6 separate regions of the Mus musculus genome follow, and regions 1, 2, 3, 4 and 5 are each linked to region 6. A link is a contact called in public Hi-C and HiChIP or PLAC-seq data. All regions are on one chromosome and are shown on one strand. Each heading gives the region's core, a stretch centred on a gene start, on an enhancer-like site or on the middle of the called end of the contact. The rest is flanking DNA. Distances are from core to core; before and after follow the strand shown. Region 1 has its middle 33 kb from the start of Gm41047. Region 2 overlaps Mast4 (microtubule associated serine/threonine kinase family member 4). Region 3 overlaps Gm46398 (a long non-coding RNA gene). Region 4 overlaps Mast4 (microtubule associated serine/threonine kinase family member 4). Region 5 has its middle 13 kb from the start of Gm41047. Region 6 holds the start of Mast4 (microtubule associated serine/threonine kinase family member 4).

Region 1 (3,357 bases), core at 341-2,840, 210 kb after region 6:
CTCTGTTTTCATTAATTTTCCAACTGTGTTTTGAGGTTTCAACAGCCTCTCTTGGGGAGCCCTATAGCACCTAGCATGGCCACCCGGCTGCTTAGCATCTGTGGGCAGGAACAGGGTAGGCTCCGCACAGCGCCAGACTCACATTTCCTCTTCATTCGAGTAGCTGTCAATTTCCCTAAGAAATTTTAGCTTTATTGCAGAAATAAAAAATAGCCTTGGCCATTTGTGTTCATATTTTACAACTCATTTTGAGAATTAATATTTTATAAGAAAATTATTTTGATTTAAAACATGACTTTTAAAAGGTTTATGGTCTTCTTAAGTGTAACTCTCATTATGCCTTGGGGCCAGCAGTTTTTTGGAAAGGAATAGACACTGTGGTTATTGATGTGTTCTTGCCCTTGTGAATTTCCTTTCATGTTCTGGGGCAGAAGCATGAGAAATTATTTTCTGTATATAGCGTACTCCGTTCTTTCCACCCCTGCCCCCTCCTGTTTTCTGGCTGGTGTTTTATTTCTTCCTATCTTTGAAAAATGAAGCAACCATTGTTACCAATGGATTAAAAAATAATTTTAAACCCAACAGATATATTTTAATAAAACTATTGTTAAAAGAATGAAGATATCCTTATCAAGGCCTGGGGACCAGACGTGAAAAAGGACACCCTCATTTCTGCCCAGTCGATGCCCTGGCCCTCCGTCTCCTGCTGTCTTCCCTGGTTTACGTTTGGATGATGGATTTCCTTTTTCACTTCCACATTATGGCGAGAAAGAGAGATGACGGCGGCTGCAGTAGCTACCTATGGCCCTTCTGGAGGACCTAGAAGTAAAAGACTCCACACCGAAATTAGAGACGCTTGAGTCATTGGTCAGTTATTAGTACACAATAAACTGCCCAAGACATGACTTAAACCAAAACTCATTGTTTCTCATGGTCTCTGGACCCGGAGGAAAGAGTGCCTCATGGCCAGGTCAGGGTTGTCTGATCTGGACCAGGCTTGTAGGGGACACCTCTCCGCCTGTCTCTTACATTCATCTCTCACTTTAGCCTATCCGTTCCCCAGGTGGTGGCGAGGGGCCAAAAAAAGGAAATGAACACATATGGGATTTTCAAGCTGCTTCTTGCACCGAGTTTATTATCTCATCCTCCAAGCCTGAAATTAAAGTGGGAGGGAACCAAAGGCTTCAGGGCAGAAAGCCTCGTATTGGGAGACCAATAACTCAACTGTCTTCCCAAGCCTCCAAATTAAAGCTTACAGCTGGGCAGAAAGGATCACTTTGAAAGCAAAATACGGTTGACCACCATTATTTGCGGGTTCCATGCTCGCAAATTTGCCTACTTGCTAAAACATATTTGTAACCTCAGAACAGTGATCCATGGGCATGCGCAGAAATGCACAGGAGGTGACTCATTCCCCGCGAGGGCCAAAGGCAGGCCTTGCATCCCCGTTTCAGCGCGTGTACTATAAGCAAGTGTGGCCTTTGTGGCATCTCTGGCACCACATTGTGTGTTTTATTTAATGAGTCCACTGTTTCAGATGGCCCCCAAGGGCAGGAGTGCAGTGTTGGCTGGTGTTTCTGAGAACGAGGCTGTGAAATGCTTCATGGAGAAAATATGTGTGTTGGCTAAGCTTTATTCAGGCATGATGAATAGGGCTCTGTGTCATGAGAAGGTCAATGTTTATAAATCAATTATGTGTTAAGTAAAACATCTTCGTACCGATAAATACTTGAATTTATGGGATTGACAAAATGTGACCAGTGTTACAAGACTCCATCCTGGACTCCATGTCCCCTAGAAATAACTACTCAGCAACCACTCCAGGGAGTGTTGACAGTGACTCACTGGAAGATGATCACTATGAATAATAAACACTGACATACGTCCAATATTATCTTCGGAAAAGTTACCAAAATAATCAATGCTCTGGTCTCATCTCCAGATTAAACTGCATACTTCCAGAACAACTCTCTCATGCAAATAACTCTAGGGTGTCACATAAAATGCTTTTATAACGAGGTCTAACTGGTGGAAGAACATTTATCAGTGAGACTCCTGGTAACACCCTTTCTGATTTCACCCTATGACTAACTTTAGCTAAGGCTTAATTTGATAGTAAATGAAGGAAACTATGAGGATAATAAGGATTTCAGAGAGTAAACCAGGCTACAAATTGTGGTTATTTGAATACAATACTAACTCTGAATGGAAATACTAAGCAGGAAAGAAAGTCACAACCGTAAAATAAAAACCAGGGGGAAACTTCAATATAGTTTGGGGGGTGGTTCTATTATATGAGGAATTTCAAAGACATTTTATCTTGTTAGGACAGTGTGTCCCCCAAAGAACTGAGCCACCTACATGTATATTTAGGCATACAAAATAGAAGAAGAAGTGGGGAGGCAGAGGCAGGAGGCAGGAGGCAGGAGGCAGGAGGCAGGAGGCAGGAGGCAGGAGGCAGGAGGCAGGAGGCAGGAGGCAGGAGGCAGGAGGCAGGAGGCAGGAGGCAGGAGGCAGGAGGCAGGAGGCAGGAGGCAGGAGGCAGGAGGCAGGAGGCAGGAGGCAGGAGGCAGGAGGCAGGAGGCAGGAGGCAGGAGGCAGGAGGCAGGAGGGAGGAAAGGGAGAAGAAACTAGTGAAGTTTCAAATCCCAGGCTCTGTAGTCAGTTAGAGAAGTATCCAGGCCCTGCCATTCTAATGGTGGGGTGACATGGTAAAACACTTCCTATGTGGACCACCACCTCTTCATTCAAGAGATGGGGATGATAAGATACTAAAGTAAATAAATATCCCCATACTCTATGAGTGTCAACCAGAGCCTGATACCTGGCTAGGAACTTTCCACAAATGATCTCAGGCGGCCATCACTGTCCTCCAAGGGTATGGTCACGACTCATCTTGTCTGTGATGAGATACAGGCTTGAACAATGTTGCCAAGAATCAGGGTTGGCAGAGTCAGAATTCAATCCAGGGTTTTTGACTCTAACTACCTCCAACTATGTTGTTTGTGAAAGTGTCATGAGATAGTGTATATGAAAATGCTTGACACAGAGCCAAGAATACAATGTCTTTACAAATGCCTTAAAGAGTCTTGTAAATAACAATGTGCCATCCTTGGGGACTTGTGCTATAACCAACAACTGGGTCTCCAACAGTTCACAGGAGAAGGTACACAGAGGATGGGGGGGAGGGGGGGCTCTGAAGCACCATGGGAGAAAGTTTTACCCCACCAGAAAAATCATTCCTTACACCCCTTGAGGAAACTGTTGTCTGACGTCATGAATGGAAGACAACAAAGCTGGAAGGTAAGATACAAGTTCCTGTTGTTAAAATTGCTCTTGGCGAGGTTGAGACTTGTT
Region 2 (3,398 bases), core at 369-2,868, 180 kb before region 6:
AAATCGGTTAATGCATGGGGCAGAGCATGGTAAGCTATGTTCTTACAATTCAACTCCACCACTGCCTTTGTCTGTAGTAACACAAGCAAATTCTTCCACTCTGCAAAATCACCCATCTGCAGCCTCCGACTTTGCACTGTGCCTAGATCCCCAAGGCAGTCTCCCCTTGGGTGGTGCCCGCCTGGATTTAAAATTCTTATTTAAAAAATAAATAAATATTCGTTTGCCCTGAGCTCCATTTGCACAGATCAAAGGCAAAGTAGCGACTGGAAATAGATTTTTTTTTTTTTAAGGCGGTACTAAATAGAGCCCTGTTTAATGAGGACACTGTAACAAGCCACAGACACCTGAAGTCTGTGTGATCAAGGGCATGAAGGAGGTGCGTGGTGGCACTGTGATGGTGGCAGCTAAGAGACACCGGGCAGAGGTCAGAGTCAACCTGAGCGATCTGGCCTACCTCCACTCGGGTATTGAAATATAATTCAGTGGAATGAATTGCTAGACATGTCTAAGCCCCCTGGGAAATGACAGATATTGATGAATGCTGCTGGCAAGATATATGGAAGGAAAAGTCAAATAAATAGAACAATTTTTTTTTCTCAGAGTCATTTTGTGGATATGTGGAACAGCTGTTAAGGCGCTTGTCAGCCCACTTCTTCCTTCTGTCTCCCTCTGCATATTTGCCTCCTTCTCCCTGGTCTGAAATCTCCCTGAGGACCAGTACCTGCCCCCCTCAAGATGATCACTAAATGTCACCTCTTCCACATCCACTGGGCGTGTTCTCAGCCCAGTGCCTGGCATCCCACCATGACTTCCTTCCATCGGAGTGTAGTCACTGGCTTTGCCAGAACCAGGGACCAATGTCTAACTCAGGAAGTGGATTCCAGGTACACACTGCTCGGCCCCAGGAACTCGCTGCTTCACATACTGCACTCAACCCCCCTGGCCCTACAGTAGCTGTTTGACCTTGTCCGGGCTCTTTGACTTCAAAGCTTCAATTGTCTGCAAAAAAAAAAAAATGTTCTACAAATTGGAGATGGTAATTTCGCAAGGTGAACTAACTGGGGATTTAAATAAAGAAACTATGATTGTGCAAGGCAAAGCCAAGGCCCACAATAAACAATAACCTGGCATCCCTTATGCTTTCCCTCCTAAATCTCTTCCCTGTAAGGATCCTGCACGTGCCATGTCCAGGATGGAAAAAGCTCTTCCCAGGGTTGGGCACCTTGGGAACACTGATTCTCATTCCAATAGCCAGGTGGGCTCAGCATTACAAGTAGGCAAGCAGCCAGGCACTGGCTTGCATTCTGCCTCAACATTCACTAGCTAGGGAGGCCTGGGTGAGCAGCTGTCCCCCCCTGAACGTGATTTCCCTCACATCTAGTAATGATAGGAGTGGGCAACATATGCAAAGTGCATAATACTTGCTGAACACACAGACAGTAGTCCAGGTCCCCTCTAGACACATCACCCTTCAGGGTATTGTTGGAAAAGCAGCTATACTTTTAAACCAGAGATACTTCTCAGCCTCCTCCATCACGCCATGTTCTCCAGGTGTGTGTACAAGTTGGGTGATACTGATTTCCCAGTCATATGTTCTGCCGCCTTGAGAATCCCACGCCCTCTGAGGCTGCTGCTCACATCCCACTCAGCACAGCACCGCAGCTCATACCCAGAATGCACTGCACTTCTGCAGAGCAGCACTTACACCTCCTCTCTGTCTCATTTGTGTTTCTCTCCAGGATACTTCATCCTTTGTTGTCTTCCATACAGTTCCACATAGACTAGAATAGTGAAATTTGATTCCCTTCTTTGTTTCATGACAACAACAACAATCACCATCACCACCCTCAGGGGCCTTAAACTTTATATGGAAGCTGCCTTGCTGCTTCTCTGGCTTTGATTTTTATCTTTTAAGAAGCCTGTGTAAGAGTCCACCACCTCTACACTATAGTGCAGATTTCAGAGGGAGCTGCCCTACCCTCGATAGACGAGAAAATGACTCGTGCTGACTATCTCGCTTTTCAAAGAAGTTATGAAGCCTACTCAATAACATCCCCCTCCCCCCCCCCCCCCCCCGTGGTGACCAGATGCTTTGATTGATGTTGCTGAGTGTCACCCACAGGCCGGTGACGCTAAACACTGCTGACAGTTGTCCTACATCTGAACACTTATAGAAGTCAAGGAGAAATCGAGGACCAGGAGCCTTGCAAGATAAAGGAACGGAACAAGATCAGCCTTAGAGGGGACAAAATAAACGCCACAATCCCAAATATGCAGACATTTCCAGCCGGGCCCAAATTCCTTATCAAGCTTCCTACTTATTCAAGGAAATCTCTATCCACAGCCCCTTTCACATAGCATGTGTTACTATGTGTGTTTTCTTAGAATCACTAACAATTCCCGGCTGGGCCTACTCTAAACAGATTTCAAGTTCTTCCTCCACAATAATGATGCCTATATATAATCCCTTAAGGGTGTAATTTTTGTTTTTTACTTTATTTTTTGCCTTAAGAAATGTTTGTTAATGCTGAGTAATGGATTAGAAGCAAGACCCAGAACAAGTTTTATATGGTTTCTTTTGTATGATTTTAGAGCAAACGTTGCTTCCAAATAACATATAGGTCTCCTCTCTTGCCTTAATGACAAACACTTCAAGGTCCCTATGTCTGGTTTGAGAGGTCTCCGTCAGAACTGTAGAAACTGTTCTCCAAAGTTAGTAATTGCCAAATCCATCTGGTTTAAAAAACAACACGCTCTATGGAGACATTGTTATCCAAGCCGCAAGCTTATGCTGTGAATTAAATCTTCACAAATACCCACGTGCTTTATACAGTACATCATAAGAGTGCCCTTATATTTAAGGAAGAAAACTCAAAGCCCAGATTAGCATCGTGATTGCCTCAGCTCTGGCTGACAATGAATGGCAGGTGTGGGGCAGCCTTTCCATTTCTGGTCTATTACTTAAGCCACTGACGACTTCTGAAATCTCCCACGACACGAAGTAACTGTGGACTCCGAGGTCACTGCTTTGTATTTTATAATAACACTATCACCAGGCTCCTTAACATGCCTTAGAGAGAGAGAGAGAGAGAGAGAGAGAGAGAGAGAGGACTCAGCCATGTTCATGGGGAAATCAGTAGGCTGAGATAGGGACGGTTACCAATTGGCCTACAAAAGGTCATCTCTCGAGCCTCTACACCTGATCATTTCTGCTAGCCATTCCTTTAAGTGCATTTATTCTTCAACGATTTGAATCCCCAGAGAACACTGTGGGTGTTGGATGGCATCGTAATAAGGGATATGCACACTAACTTTCACACACTGACAAGTGTATCACACATCAGATCTGTTTGGAGTCTGTCATCTACAAAGACGGTCCCGATTCCAGTGTAATA
Region 3 (3,673 bases), core at 370-2,869, 230 kb after region 6:
GGTCGTATGGGCAGCCAGGTCTTTATGGAATGTGGCTAGCTCCTGATCTAGACCCCTAAACCTGTTTCCCATTTTAAAAGATACAAAATGGTAAGAGGGGGGAAAAAAGAACATTTTGAAGAGGATTATGATCTGGAACTCTACCAAGTAGAGCTGCAGCAGTAGAATGAGGTCTAATGAGGTGAAGGCAAGCTAGCACTGAGTGTTCTCAGCACACAGGAGCAGGAAGGCTGCCCAGCAAGTCTCTCTGAGGCAAGGCTGGTCAACCCTTGACCCTAAGGTGAAGATTCCCTGAGAATCCTTTCTAGAGCAATAGAGAGCTGTTTTAAACCAGTAACAGATGGTGAAATTCTCATGGCAAGAAAGTTGTGATGTCCATAGCGTAGAAGCAAGATTGGGAGCATAAGGCAAAGTCTTCCAGGAATCTAAGGGCAGACAGCACGTGTCGATGTTCTAGGTCTGAGGGCATGATCAGGAATGAAAACTCATCCCCAGTATCAGCCAGAGGAGGTCTCAATGCTGCTAGGCCCCAGCCACCTTGTAAGCAAAGCAAACCATAAGTGGCCCCTGACCCCACAATGTTGTATTTCTATCATGACAAGCCAACTACATCTAGAAACTGGGGAAGTCGTTCCTAGAGTGTGCACACATGGGACAGGCAGGAGGAGAGGTGAAGAGAGTAGTATGGGAAAGGTCCAAGATAGAGGCCACAAGGAAAGAACAAGAAAGGTACATGGCAGTTGGGTATTATGGCTCATGGGTACAATCCTAGGAATATGAAGCCAACCTGGTCTATATAGCAAGGTCCATAGCAATCCGGTGGCACAGACAGGCTCTGATGCCACAGAAAGATAGAAAGAAAGAAAGAAAGAAAGAAAGAAAGAAAGAAAGAAAGAAAGAAAGAAAGAAAGAAAGAAAGAAAGAAAGGGAAAGGGAAAGAAGGGAAAGGGAAGAAAAGGAAAGGAAAGGAAGAGGAAGGGAGGAGAAGGAGAAAAGATAAAGATGAAGAGGAGGAAAGAGAAATAATTGGTCCAGAAGCCAGAACCTCCATTATATGAGAAGATCAAGCCACTCACACCAAACCCCTGTGCTGGGTCCCCAGTAGTCCTGACTGCAGTCACTGAGGTACCTGCTGTTGCCTTGCTTACAATGACCTTCCCATTACATCCCCACCCTAGAATGTGGCTTTGATCCCAGCATCCAGGGAAGCCTAATTAATTCACCAGAGACCTACATGGAACAGGTCATGGATCCAACCAGGTAACTATGGTCGTCACATACTATCCAAAGGATCATCATCAGGGTCATCATGGGTAAGGCAGCAGAGAGACAGGAACCAAGATAATCTGATACCAATGCTGGTTCCAAATGGACAATAGAGATGGCCCAAAGGCAAGAACCAGGGGCCTCATAAGGATAAAGTGAATTAAAGAAGGTGAACACCAGGAAGGTTCCTATGAAAACTTTAGAGGCAATCACATACTCCCCAGACATCACGGCCTGAAAGCCTTCAGTGCCCTCTGGACTGGGCAGTGCCCTTCCTTTGGCATCCTATGATCATTCTTTACAGAAGTCCCTGTATTGTAAATGTCACTGACTGACTTGCCTCTGTTCCTGTAGGGTCGGCACTGCGTCTTAGTCAGCTGAGTATTTAATACCCAGCATGCAGTAGGGTAGATGAGGGTTGATTAAGCGAACCTGAACTGAACTGGCAAGGTTCCAGCATGACCCAATCACTCGAAGTCCCTGGGGTAATGTTATCGCACCGTTTCATCTGTGTTTCAAAAATCAAGCGTCTGCTCGCCGATTCTCCAGGGTATTCGTGGTACAAGAGAGGCACCTTTGTCAAATCCACTCTCATCCTGTCACTGGGGTCTGCCACGAAACTCCATTGTCCCTCAGCTTTCCAGTTATTATCCGTTCGACATGAAAAATGTCCTCTAGAAAAATGCAGTCACTAATTACATCAATGAAAATAATCCTCTCGAATGTGCAATGATTAACAGCACACACACAAACAATTATTCAATAGTAATTTTCCAGTCTTTTGTCTTAAGCTAAAGTCAGTTTCCTGCCTATGCAGTGGGTCTTCCTAGGATCCTTTAATGTTTTCACCCACTGTCGGTTGCCTGGAGAAACCCTCCAACTCCGCACTAGCATGTCCTGCCGGAGTCACTCAATACAGAGTTGCTCTCCTTGGTATCTCTGCCAAGTTCTTTCAAAGGCCCTTTTCTTTTAGGGCCTGCGTTCTCTGACCCTCCCATACCTTCGCAGCTGTCGATCACAATCCCACCTGCCACTCAGTGGCTTGTTCATGTGCAAGGCAGCTGTGAATCGGAGTCCCGCGCTCCATGCCTCCCACCACGAAGGTGGCCCTGGTGCTGTTAGGGTCGAAGATGAACCTGGAAGAAGTGAGAAAGGAAGACGAGGTGAAGATGGCAGAGGACGTGACCAGTGCAAGAAGAGGAGTACATGGTACAGGAGGGAATCCTGGTGAAGGAGAGGAACATGGCAGGAGGGTGGTTCTCCCGTGTTTAGGGGGACTCCCCCACACCTCCCTCAGACTGTTCTCCAGGGCCCACCATCTCTCCATCTACACAGGCAGATGTGAAGCTGATCCTGAGAGACCCCTGCCCTGTGCTAAGGTGGAGGCAGAGATGTGTTCATTCTGGTAGGCTGTTGACCTCTGGGTCTCCTGTCCATTCAAATGTCACCTTCTCTGCCAAGGCTTCTCTGATTATCACCTCTTTCTCTTTGACCCCCCACAGCCCTTTCTTCATATTTCAGTGATGATGCTTATCCTGTGATAGGACCTCAAAGAACAGTAAATTACACCCCCACACACACACACACACTTGTGATTTTAAAACTGATGGGGACATATATGCAGGCGCCAAAGAAGTGGAGCTCACAATCTCAGCTTTATGGCATAACAGATGAAGCTGGATGGGAGCGAGCACCAGCCCTGCTTCTCAATGAGCTTCCTAATGTGGCCCATGCACCCTCACTGGCCTTCCTTATCCATCTGGCACACCGAGCAGCTGGAGAACTTCCGGCCTCCCTGACAGAGCAGATCAGTCACACAGAGGAGGGCACATAAACACACCTGCTAAGAGGGAACTGCTCTCAGAGTCTCCAGAGGAAAGAGGCAGCCGTTGGAGAAGAGCGACACATCACTCCTTCCAACACAGAGCTGTGATGTCGATTTCCCCTCATCCCAGCTGAGAGGACAGTCACACCCCCTGCCCCAGGGAGGAGTGAGTGACAGGAGTCAGGCAAGGACAAAGCTTTGTTTTTTCTATTGTAGAGAATTCCGGGGTCACAGGCATAAGAAGGAAGATGCAGGCAATACAGGCATCTGTGTACATACACACCACAATTTTCTTTATAATTCTATTACACTGGACTTTGCCAAAGGCAAGGCTATTTGATTCTTTTTTGTGGAATTAAAGAGAAAGAAATGCCTAGCTACTACATAGGCTTCATCTATCCAGTGTCAGCTATGTGAGCAACCCATGTAGCAGGCTTTGCCCACCTTGGTAAGGAGCTAAATCAGGGACCATGGTGCTACTGAAGTCTCATGGGCAGTGTACCCCAACTACATGCTGTCTGCAGGTCACTCGCTGACAACCATTGGTGAAGAGAGTCCTACAGAGTCCTTCCAACTGTCCTG
Region 4 (3,584 bases), core at 309-2,808, 220 kb before region 6:
GGGAGCTAGCTTGGAGGTAGAGACTTAACTAACCAGCAGGAAGTCCTTAGGTTCAACCCCAATATGGCAGGAAATAGGCCTTCCCAGTCTCTTTACAAAAAACAGACTCTCAATGCTCAGAAACACTTCTTCCAGCCACTGCAACCCTGGTCCTGTACTCAGCCATCAGCTCAGAACCCATTGGCTCTGCTGTAAGAATACCTAGCCACAGTGTTCTAATATGATGGACCACACACTATCAGATTGGCTGTATCAATACTTAAAAAAAAACAATTATTATTATGTTGATACCGTGTGTGTGTGTGTGTGTGTGTGTGTGCCCCTGCATGTCCCATTAAAGGACAAACAGTAGTCAGTTCTCTCCCTCTGTCATGTGAGTCCCAGAGATGCATCTCAGGTCCTCAGGTCTGACAGTAGGCACTTTATCCACGGTGCCACCTTACACCATGCCCACCACCCTTCTGCCAGGCTTTTACAATACAGGTTGCTGCTGTGTGCTTCCTGGCCCATGCGAGGCCCTGGGTAGTGGATAAAAGGCGAGTTTACTGCTAGCTTCACTTGTAAATCAGGGTACCCATGAACTCCTCCGTCCAACATGTTGAGATGCTCTGATAAATTATAGTTGAGACACAAACTGCAGTATTGATTTCTAAAGCCACCAGGTCCTCTGTCAGCTCCTGCCACATTGGTAGCTATCTTCTTAATATCTTTTCTCCTTTCTGAGAAAAGTGTCCAAAAACCTGGCAGGTACCATTATTTAAAGAACGTGCAGTGCCATTGTCCTTCGGGAGTATCAAGTCTTTAAATACTCTCCCCCCCACAACACACACTTGCTTGCTCCAGATTTAGCCACCCAACAGATGGCTAAATCATGATATTCACCAGATTATACTTTTCTGACATGACCAGCCACTAAAATGCTTAAGATAAACAGATGCTGACCTATCAGGGTGTATTATATTTTCTATCAAGACATCAGGAATACTCCTTGGGTTTCGCAAAATATGAAATACATCCAAGTTATCTGAATAGACACAAAGGTGGAGTGTAGAAGACAAAGGACCTATTTTCCAAAGTTTCCAGGATCATTTCTGCAAAGTTTTATGTTTTAGTTGAGCCCGTCTCAGGCATTTATTTCTCCGCTTGAAAGCATATCCACGGATCAAGAATATGGCTCATTTTAAATTTTTCCACTCCCCGTGGTGCTATTGAGAAACAAAAGTCAAGAAGAGTGCTGATGCGGGGTGACACATAATCTTCAGTAATTCTTAAATGAGCAAGCTGCCTGTGGCCCACGAGCCATTTATCCTGTGCCTCAGCCAGGATGGGATTCCTCCGCAGCAAAGCCAAGGGCAGTGGAGCGTTACTGACATCTCTCTCTCTCTCTCTCTCTCTCTCTCTCTCTCTCTCTCTCTCTCCCTCTCTCTCTCTCTCTCAAGCTCAGAGACCAACCATGCAGAAGCCCAGGTGGTGGCGCAGAAAGGCCAACACAAGTCCCAGTGCCTGGCAGATTCTCTGGGCCTCTGGGCCTCTGGCCAGGGTCTGTGCAGATTTGGCTCTCCTCGAGTCCAGAAAGCCACCATCTGGAAAGGCCCCAGTGATGTTTTCCCTGTAAATAGTGGCACACAGAGGAGCTGAGGAAACAGGCAGGCCCTTGGTCCTTCTAGACAGAGAAAGTGGTGTTATAACCTAAGCTTGCACAGCAGGCTCCAGGGCCATCAGCAGAAAGCTCCTCCTGCTAACCACTCCCCTTTTCCTCAAGCTCAGCCCCACGTTTCTATGAAGACCCCCCGCATGTGGCTGGTTTCCTAACACAATCGCCACAGAACCCTGCATGTCGAGAAGAGGACGAAGCACAGAAGGAGATGAAATTCAGGGAAGAACACCCCTGCTTCCAGACACAATATCGGCAACCCCCAAAGAGAATGCAAGCAGCCCTTGGGTATCATGTCTGTTGACATCTCATGCTTGGAGAGCACTCAGATTCATGACTTTGTCCATGTTAACTAGACATTTACTTATTCACCAAACCCATTTCCTGTTATTTCTGGGTAGAACCCATTTCTCAGCCTCTGTACCCATAGGTGTGGTTAAACAATAAAATCTGGTCACCGTGCGCCAGTCCTCAAGATTTGACCCACTAATACTTCTAATGGAGGTCAGACTTTTTTATTCTGTTTTTTAATTCTTTTTTATACAGTACCACCACCACCACCACCCCACACACACATGACCACCATGACACACACAGTGACAGGAAGACAATAACTCTTCTGTCTGCCTGAGTTCCTGAATGATTGTGTGGAGCGGAGCATGGCCAACCAAAGCAGCCAGGAGGCAAGGAAGGAATGAATTGAAGCAGACCAGTGAGAACCTGAGTGGATCCAGTCTGCATCAATACAGCAGGAAGCACGCTGAGGCATCCTGACTAAACACTGGGAGAAGGCTTAGCTCACCAAGGGCCATACTCACACTCCAACTAAAAAGATTTATCTTCCATACAGTCTCACACCAGACACCAGACATGTCACCATAAGGCTTCAATGCTTTAGAGTTTAAACCCAGGGGGTGGGGGTTCGCTGGCAGTTTGATGGCCTATATTGCCACTATTCCAAAAGATACTGTAGAATTGCATGTGTTGCTATGAGCAAGCTTCAGATTAAGATAGAAAGGAAATAGTTAACACTGTACTAAAACTTTAGGACTAGGGGCTGCAGCGATGGTTTAGAGGATAAAAGCACACACTGTTCTTGCAGAGGAGCAAAGTTCAGTTCCCAGCATCCACATCAGACTTCCTAGAATCAGCTCCAGGAGAGCCAACACCACTGGCCTGCTTCACAGGTCCACACACACATAGTGGGTGGATGGATGGATAGATGGATGGATGGATGGGTGGATGGATGGATAGGCAAATAAACAACCCCTGTGTCTATCTGTCTCTGTCTCTCTCTCTCTCTCTCCCTCTGTATGTATGTGTGTGTGTGTGTGTGTGTGTGTGTGTGTGTGTGTGTGTATTTCTGGACCAAATAGCAAGAAACTAACAGCAACAATGTGTCTAAGGAGAAGGATGAAGTGAAATACATAAATTGCTTTTTATTTTCTACCATTTGTTATTCTTGGAATTTCTAACATTGCATTTATATTACTTTTTAATCAAACAGTCAACAGGAGAAATAGGGGCACTGGAGTGTCTTGTTCATACCTCCCCGTATCAAAACACATTATTGTTCAAATGTAAATTAGCAGCAAGGAAGCAATCGCAGCAACAAAGTGATGTCACATCCTTCTCTCCTCCCAGAGAGATTGGCTTTCAAACGAGGGCCCTAGGAGGTTGCCAATCAATGGAACGATAACAGATCAGTCAGAAGTATATGCCCTGAGTCTGTGTGGCATCAGGGTCACCCCTAATGACTTATATCAGCCACAAACGCAATCACACTTCCACTAAAAAAATAGTGGCTCCCACACAGTCTTATACCACACAGGTCACAGTCACAAGGCTTTAAAGCTGTAGCTTGGGAACCCAGGCCCTGGGGAATAGCTCACCAATTCGTGGAATGCTGGTTCCATATGAACAAAGGCTC
Region 5 (3,315 bases), core at 363-2,862, 160 kb after region 6:
GTATGTTTTCTTCAAATACTCTCCATCTAATTTGGGGGTACAGAGACTCTCAATGGGCCCAGAACTTACTAACTGAGCTAGATGGTTGGCCAGTAAGCCTCAGGGATCCCCTGTCTCTATCCTGTCAGCATTGGAATTACAGATGCTCCACTCTGTTCTGTTTCTTCTGTGAGTGTTGAGGATATGAACTGAGCTATCTCCCAGACCCTATAGCATTCTCTACTCATTGCCATGTTTTCTATAAATGTAAACTATACAGTATACAAACTATATAATGCATGCAACCAAACTGTATAATATACAAACTATATAATGTATACAGACAAACTGTATAGATTCTTAATGTGGATCAAAATGGTCACTATCCCTGTGAGCATTCGCCTTTTGTTAGGAGGGAGTCTGGCGGTCAAGTCTACACATCAATAGTGAAATCTAGGGTCTCTTCCTATTCCTGAAGGTCTGTTTACAGCTCTTGAGAGGAGTGAGGTTGCAGCACACACTGCTGAGACTGGCCCAGAGCTTGCAGCTTGTATCTCTGGGTGAGAATGGAATTTGTATTTTTAACAAGTTCTCAGTGCTGCTGTTGTTGGTCACTGCTACTCTAGACAACATCAGAGAAAGCCCCAGAAAAGATGCTCTGTGGTTTCAGAACATAAGCCCGTGCTGCCTCTGGTATCCTGGGGGCTGGGGGGGGGGAGGGGGAAGGAAAGTGACTGAAAGGCTGCTTGAATGTGGACCCACAGCTGACAATAATGTGTCTATTCCCTAAAATGAAGACAGGAACATTTAAGATGGATGCCTGTCTGTGGACCCTTATCTGCAATGATAATGGCCTGGAACAGGTACAGGTCAAAGACAGCCAGAGTCCCCATGGGCCATGTGGACCCACAAGCACATGAGGTGTACAGTTCTTTCCCTACTTTATCCACAGAGTGGTAAGAAGAGGATGCACGTCCTCTCTATGTCCAAGATGGTTCAATTACTCAGAGCAGAAGACAACAGGAGATAAGGACACAGATGCATGAGTGAAAGATATTCTTTCCACTTGAACATTTATCAGGTAATGGAAGCTCTGGACCCCCTAATGAAGCAACCAGCTCACATCATAGGCCCCCATCACCTCTAAATTTAGATGCCATTCTTACTTTTACATTTGTTCCATAAGCATTAACTATTTCTCATTGAAATATATAAATAAAATAAACAAAGTAATAACAAGTAATTGGGGCTAGAGAAATGACCCAGCAGGTTAGAGCACAGGCCACCCTTGCAGAGGACCTGGGTTCAGTTCCCAGCACCCACACAGTGGCTTACAATCATATACAACTCCAGTTCTAGGGGATCCAATACCTCTTCTGATCTCCTCAAGTACTATACACAGCCCTCTAGTGCACTTACTTACGTGCAGGCAAAAATGGATACACATATAAATGAATTAATATAAAAGTTAGGCAAAAAGGAATCAGAGTTCTGTGCGTTCCACAGTACTGAACTTCACAGCCAGCTTGAAACGTGGGTGTTCACTTTCTGGCTCGTGGCTGCACTCTCTCCTGTCAACCTTGCAGAATGTGCTTTATCAACATTGCAACACATCTCAGAGCTCTGAGGTTGCAAAAGCAAATGCTAATCTCATCATGTACCAAGCACTGAGCAGCCTAGCCTGTCTCAAATTCTCGGTTCTAGGCCAGTCCCGCCAGGAACTAGCCATGTGGCCTTGGTCAGGGTAGTTCATCTTTCTGAACCCTGTCCTCCTTATCTCTTTCACGTGGGCAGTTCCCTTGACCTGCCGGAAGATGGCTGTTTTTCAAGGCTGTAGATTCCATTGTTGGTTAGCTCACAGAGTCAAAAGATTCCTCTGTGATTTATGCCCATGTCTGCCTCCCCTTATCGTCCATTCGCTTTCACTAATTGTGCCCTCTGGAAAAACACAGATAAGCCTTCTACTCTTTACATACTTGAAAACAGCTGTCAAGTTCCCTTTAAATCTCTTTTGGTGGTATGTCTAGAGTCTCTTCCTCCCTCGCTGTTTCTCATAGCAGATTACCTAAAACATACCATAACTCTTAGCAAACAGGATATGATCAATACATATAAGTTGGATGAATGAATGAATGAATGAATGAAGCCAGGCATGATGATAAACATGCACGTATAATTCCCACTATTCAAAAGACTAGGGAAGGAAAGTTGAGACTAGCTCAACTCCAGTACAGGCTCCACAGTAAGCTTCAGGTCAGCCTGAACCACACTGTGAGACCCTGTCTTAGAACAATAACAGCAAAAGCATAGATGATAGATGAAAAGGACGTAGATACAACCTTTAAACTGTCTCGGTTCCCCACCATTCCTTTTTAACGAGATGCCTGCCCTTCCCAGTACTCCTTTGATAGTCGCCAAGTCAACATGTGAGGTCTTCAGCTATTTCTGAGTGAGTCTAAGATCATGTACAGCACAGAAACCTGTGGTTATGGAAGAAGCTTGCTGACAGTGATGACAGGAGCTGAGTGTGACGGCTGAGTCATTTACATCATCGAGCTAGTGAGTGAGGCCAGCTGACTCTCCAGCATCCGAAGCTCAGCTTGACTTTTGCCTCGTAGGTACTTCATAGTGCAAAATACTCTGTAACGGTATCAGAAATTCTGGAAATTTGAAATGACCTTAGATCACATTTCCCTCTGTTTATGAAAGATTTCCCAAGGGGACTTACAGGGGACCTTTTAGAGGAAGGTGATTTTCCATGGTCTGGTCTATCTACCCAGTCCTGAGATTGGAGCTTCTGGATTATTCTGGTCATTTGGTTGATTTTTTTTTTGGTTTGTTTGTTTGTTTCTTGTCAACTTGATACAAACCTGGACTTATGTAGGAAGAGTGAGTCTTAATTGGGAAAATGTCACTATCAAATTGCAAATCTGTAGAGCACTTTCTAAACTAATCACTAAAGTGGAAGGGCCCTGCCCACTGTGGGCGGTGCCATCCCTGAGCAGGCTGAGTAACCCATAGGAGCATTCTGCCATTGCTTCTGCTTTAGTTTCTGCCTCCAGGTTCCTGGTGAGAGTTCCTGTTCTGACTTCCCGCATGAAGGAGCAGGACCTACGAGGTAAGATGAAATTAACCTAAGAGGTGTAAGATAAAATTAACCCTTTCCTCTCCATGCTGCTTTTGGTAATGGTGTTTCATCATAGCAATAGGAACTTAACTAAAATACCTGGGTCTTCTCAATTGCATCCCACCACCAAAGTCCAGAGAGATTTTTCATTCTCCTCCTTTTCCTTTACAATTTCCATTAAAAAGGGAAGTTACAGCAGAGGTTGGCTG
Region 6 (3,317 bases), core at 143-2,642:
AGGGGCGGAGGGGGGCGGGGGTGAGAAGAAAACCAGAGATAGCAACCTAGTGGATTACAAAACTCGGTGTGTCAGGAAGAGACCGATAATTTTTGGATGCACAGCCTTCGAAGAAATGAGGCTAGACAAAGTCCTCTGAACAAGACACATCCTATCCAGATTGGTGACAGCGCTCCTCTGGACACTGAGTCCAAATAGGAGCCGGCGCGATAGGCTTAGCATGGGGAATCTTCCTCTTCCCCAGGATGAAAGGTGAAGCGACCACCAAAACCACCCACGGGCGACTCCAGCGTATTCTGGTCTCTGACACCCCAAGAAGCAACTCCACAGTCACCACTCCCACCAGCGTCAAACGCTCCAGGTCTCCCGCTCCATCCAAGACCGCAGTGATTAGCGATTCCCACGTCTAAGAATCTGGATATGAGTTGTGGGGACAAGCCAAGCTTTCAGATCACATTCAATAGCTAAGGACCCAAGCAGATACAGACATGAAGGGATCGATCGGCTCAGTGACACTTCCAAAGCACACGGTCGGGTAGCCCATGTAGACAAGCGCGCGAGGACAACCACTAGAAGTCAAGGACCCACAGAGTCTCCTGACAGTCACTATCCCAGGCTGTAGCAGAGCACCTTTAGTTCCCTCCCCTCTCCAAGACACCAGCGCGCACGCAAAGGGACCTAAAGGGCCCCTACAGCCGGGACCTGGAGGGTGTGGGATGGGACAGACTGAGCCCACCTCTTCATCCTGCTCCTCTTGGGATGCGCTGCTGACCTGGGGCACCGGCAGCACCGCTCCTCCCGGGTGCGGCAGCGGCAGGGTAGGGACTCCACGCTCCAGAGCCACGCGCGCGGGAGCCCACGCGGCGGGTAGCCGGGTTCCCAGGGCGCCGCCCGGCGGCCGCGGCGGCTGCGACCTGCAGGAGAAGCGGCTGGGCTCCCCTTCCTCCGACAGAGTTTCCGAGCCAGAGGATGACTCCGCTGAGGAAGCGCCCTCCGAGGACACGGCTGCCGCCGAAGAGACTAGGGTCCGGGCGCCGTGTCCGCTGCAGCCCCGGGGCACGGGCTCAGGCGCCTCGGAAACTTTCTCCCCCATGTCCCTTTTCGGCCCAAAGTGCCGTCCGAGGGGTGGCGGTGCGCTCGGCGCCTCCCGAAGAAGCCCCGGCTGCTCTGCTGTGTCTGGATCGCGCTGCGGCTCCCGGGCTGCGGGGAGCGCCGCCGGCGACTACATGACAGAGGTTGGACCACAGGAGCGCGTCGCCAAGTTCACTGCCGCCGTGGCTCGGCTGCTGACATGGACTCCCGCGCGCGGGGCCATGCCCACCGCGATCGGCGCTCCGCGCTGCGCCCGAGCCGCCGGGACTGCGGCTTCTCCCGCTAAACCTGCCTCCGGGACGGAGCGGAGGAGACGGGCAGCCCGCGGAGCCAATGGCAGCGCAGGCGCGCTGGTGGGCGGAGGCTGCGGAGCCGCTGGCCGCGCGGGCGTCAGGTAGGGGAGGTGGGGCCAGGAGCGGGCCACCCGATCCCGCGGGAGCTCTGGGTGCGCGGGGCAGCCCCACGGCGCGGGGATCCACAGGGCCGACGCGGAGTCCGCGGACTTAACTCGGTCTGGGACTCAGAAATGGGTGGGGGAGTGGCCGTCTGTCCTTGGGACGTGGGTGGGAGATGGCTGAGTGAGGCGAGACCTTGGAGAACCGGACTTTTAGTCTCCAAAAAGTGAAATCGGGGAAATTAGGCGGGAGGATTCGCGTGAAAACGGAAGCGCGCGGCCAGTCACGCGCAAACTCACGCTCCCACCCGTGTGCAGAGAGCGAAGTCCGTGGTGGGTGGAGAGAGGGGATCCAAACGCAGCCCATCTCCAAGCCTCTTTCTGGATAAACCTCTTGGGCCTCAGTTTCCTCAAATTGTAAAGGGAAGCGTCAACACCGATGTTGTCTGGCAATAAGACTAGATAGAGCAAAATAAAGTGTCAGCAGAGTTCCCGGCTTGGACACAAGCCAAGGTCTCCAAAGATGATTTTTCTGTATTTCTGCTTAGAAACTAAAGTTAAGTCAAAGACACGCGCTTGTGACAAAGGAAGGAAACAGCTGATGCTCTGTGTTTAGGACCAGGCTTTATCAGAACGGTCTTAGCAGCTCTTTGCGGTTCTGCCGCTGGGCTAAGGGACATTCCTAACTGGCTTTCTCTAGCCCTGCATAGGCACAACGCGGCCGACCTGGGGCCTCATTTTTCCTTTCCTATAAGAACAAGGAGAAAGAGCTTCCACCAAAGCACCAACAGAATAATCACCTTAACCTTTGTGGTGTCTTGGATCTGCTGGGAAGCCAGTGCGGAGTTAGGCAGCGAGAAATAAATGAGTCCTACTTGCCTTCAGCTCCAGACCCGTCTGAGCTCCACACCGTGACCCGAGGTATAAATTCAGCCAGCTTCCATTCCACAGACGTTGATTGAGATGTGTGCCAGTTGGTTGCAGGGGATACAAAGATGAATACGGCAGGTCTCCTGCCCTTGAGGAGCTTGTGGTCGGGGGAGAGATTGATATTGCATAATACCGCCTCATTATTCATGTTTAAAAGCTCTGGTAAGTGCTACAATGTGCCGTGGGAGAAGAGGGGAAGAATTACACCGAAGCCATTGCAGATCTTCAAGCCGAGGAGTCCTCCAGAATTTTACATTTCTCTCTGTCAGAACAGGTCTGCCAAGGGTCCTTGAGAAAAGGACTGGAGTTGAAAGCCCCGTTGGCTAATGAGCCCTTTTATGCTACCTTAGTATTTACAAGTGATAATGGGGGCGGGGGGGGGGGTGCTCATCTAGTCTGGACAGGCGGCTTTGTCCTGAATACTTTCCGACTGCCTCTGAAGAGGGAAGCTGTAGGATGTGACCCTCTGGCTGTGGATAGCTGTCAGAGTTGCATTGTGACACTTCAGAATGATCCAAAGGGAAGGGAAGACCTGCTGAGGTAAAAGGACATTCAGGAGACTTAGCTAAGTGGCAATGTAGAGGCTGAAGAGCGCACAGTGGGGCGGCCTGAATCCACCCCCTGGGCTTCACAATGACTTCCCTCCTTAGAGTACTGGCCTTTATCTGAGCCCCTATGTGGTTGATTCAGCACAGGGGAACTGAAATAAAGATTTAAGCAAGCCATTCACATCAAAGAAGAGGAGGGATTGCCTTCTCAGTTCGGGAAGGGTGCAACAAGGACATGGTTTGAATCCTAACAGCTAAAAAAATGGCAGTTCCTAGAGCCAGGGCTCTCCTGCGCTAAAGGCCTCAGAGTCCTGGCAGAAACCGAATGAAATACTTTAGGGATGAAGACACAG

Evidence for each region. Hi-C and Micro-C count contacts between places; a contact is called where the count stands out from the background. HiChIP or PLAC-seq counts read pairs in DNA pulled down with a chosen protein or histone mark.
Region 1: a contact with region 6 is called in a Hi-C map of adipose-derived mesenchymal stem cells, with 2.0 times the contacts expected there. The contact joins the enhancer-like site here to the promoter of Mast4 in region 6. A contact is called at or near these places in 4 of 39 promoter capture datasets (the 3T3-L1 cell line, 3T3-L1-derived adipocytes and liver), 2 of 484 Hi-C or Micro-C datasets (adipose-derived mesenchymal stem cells and uterus), 4 of 115 datasets of contacts at active chromatin or transcription factors (craniofacial prominence, embryonic forebrain, embryonic stem cells and 1 more) and 1 of 9 other capture datasets (pancreatic islet).
Region 2: a contact with region 6 is called in an H3K4me3 HiChIP or PLAC-seq map of embryonic stem cells, with 16 read pairs. The contact joins the enhancer-like site here to the promoter of Mast4 in region 6. A contact is called at or near these places in 9 of 39 promoter capture datasets (the 3T3-L1 cell line, 3T3-L1-derived adipocytes, cranial neural crest and 5 more), 2 of 484 Hi-C or Micro-C datasets (3T3-L1-derived adipocytes and nephron progenitors), 6 of 115 datasets of contacts at active chromatin or transcription factors (embryonic hindbrain, embryonic limb bud, embryonic midbrain and 3 more) and 2 of 9 other capture datasets (adipose tissue and pancreatic islet).
Region 3: an H3K4me3 HiChIP or PLAC-seq map of stem cell-derived neural progenitor cells shows a contact between it and region 6, with 2.5 times the contacts expected there. The contact joins the enhancer-like site here to the promoter of Mast4 in region 6. A contact is called at or near these places in 2 of 39 promoter capture datasets (hippocampal neurons and liver), 2 of 484 Hi-C or Micro-C datasets (cerebral cortex and nephron progenitors) and 4 of 115 datasets of contacts at active chromatin or transcription factors (embryonic forebrain, neural progenitor cells, neural tube and 1 more).
Region 4: a Hi-C map of muscle stem cells shows a contact between it and region 6, with 1.8 times the contacts expected there. The contact joins the enhancer-like site here to the promoter of Mast4 in region 6. A contact is called at or near these places in 1 of 39 promoter capture datasets (the 3T3-L1 cell line), 3 of 484 Hi-C or Micro-C datasets (cerebral cortex, muscle stem cells and myocytes) and 2 of 115 datasets of contacts at active chromatin or transcription factors (craniofacial prominence and embryonic stem cells).
Region 5: a contact with region 6 is called in an H3K27ac HiChIP or PLAC-seq map of heart atrium, with 2.6 times the contacts expected there. The contact joins the enhancer-like site here to the promoter of Mast4 in region 6. A contact is called at or near these places in 3 of 39 promoter capture datasets (3T3-L1-derived adipocytes, hippocampal neurons and liver), 4 of 484 Hi-C or Micro-C datasets (the G1E-ER4 cell line, the HL-1 cell line, cerebral cortex and 1 more) and 6 of 115 datasets of contacts at active chromatin or transcription factors (the NIH/3T3 cell line, embryonic forebrain, embryonic stem cells and 3 more).

The regions. Positions count from the first base shown.
Region 1 is chr13:103,538,316-103,541,672 of GRCm38.p6, forward strand. No RefSeq gene overlaps it. Among named protein-coding and RNA genes, the nearest start is that of Gm41047, 33 kb to the left of the region's middle. Within about 2 kb of position 1,591, at least 33 of the 459 cell types and tissues checked have an H3K27ac peak or open chromatin away from gene starts, as enhancers often do. A contact at or near this core is called in adipose-derived mesenchymal stem cells and uterus, where this site is marked.
Region 2 is chr13:103,149,228-103,152,625 of GRCm38.p6, forward strand. The region is part of intron 2 of Mast4 (microtubule associated serine/threonine kinase family member 4); the gene reads right to left. Among named protein-coding and RNA genes, the nearest start is that of Gm30050, 54 kb to the left of the region's middle. Within about 2 kb of position 1,619, at least 7 of the 459 cell types and tissues checked have an H3K27ac peak or open chromatin away from gene starts, as enhancers often do.
Region 3 is chr13:103,560,307-103,563,979 of GRCm38.p6, forward strand. Gm46398 (a long non-coding RNA gene) reads right to left here. Exons shown (of 3, transcript XR_001780852.2): 3 at 2,285-2,402. Among named protein-coding and RNA genes, the nearest start is that of Gm46398, 29 kb to the right of the region's middle. Within about 2 kb of position 1,620, at least 8 of the 459 cell types and tissues checked have an H3K27ac peak or open chromatin away from gene starts, as enhancers often do. A contact at or near this core is called in neural progenitor cells and stem cell-derived neural progenitor cells, where this site is marked.
Region 4 is chr13:103,113,008-103,116,591 of GRCm38.p6, forward strand. The region is part of intron 3 of Mast4 (microtubule associated serine/threonine kinase family member 4); the gene reads right to left. Among named protein-coding and RNA genes, the nearest start is that of Gm30050, 18 kb to the left of the region's middle. Within about 2 kb of position 1,559, at least 44 of the 459 cell types and tissues checked have an H3K27ac peak or open chromatin away from gene starts, as enhancers often do. A contact at or near this core is called in cerebral cortex and muscle stem cells, where this site is marked.
Region 5 is chr13:103,492,104-103,495,418 of GRCm38.p6, forward strand. No RefSeq gene overlaps it. Among named protein-coding and RNA genes, the nearest start is that of Gm41047, 13 kb to the right of the region's middle. Within about 2 kb of position 1,613, at least 8 of the 459 cell types and tissues checked have an H3K27ac peak or open chromatin away from gene starts, as enhancers often do. A contact at or near this core is called in heart atrium, where this site is marked.
Region 6 is chr13:103,333,100-103,336,416 of GRCm38.p6, forward strand. It overlaps Mast4 (microtubule associated serine/threonine kinase family member 4), which reads right to left and starts at 1,393. Exons shown (of 29, transcript NM_175171.3): 1 at 737-1,393. The coding sequence starts at 1,093.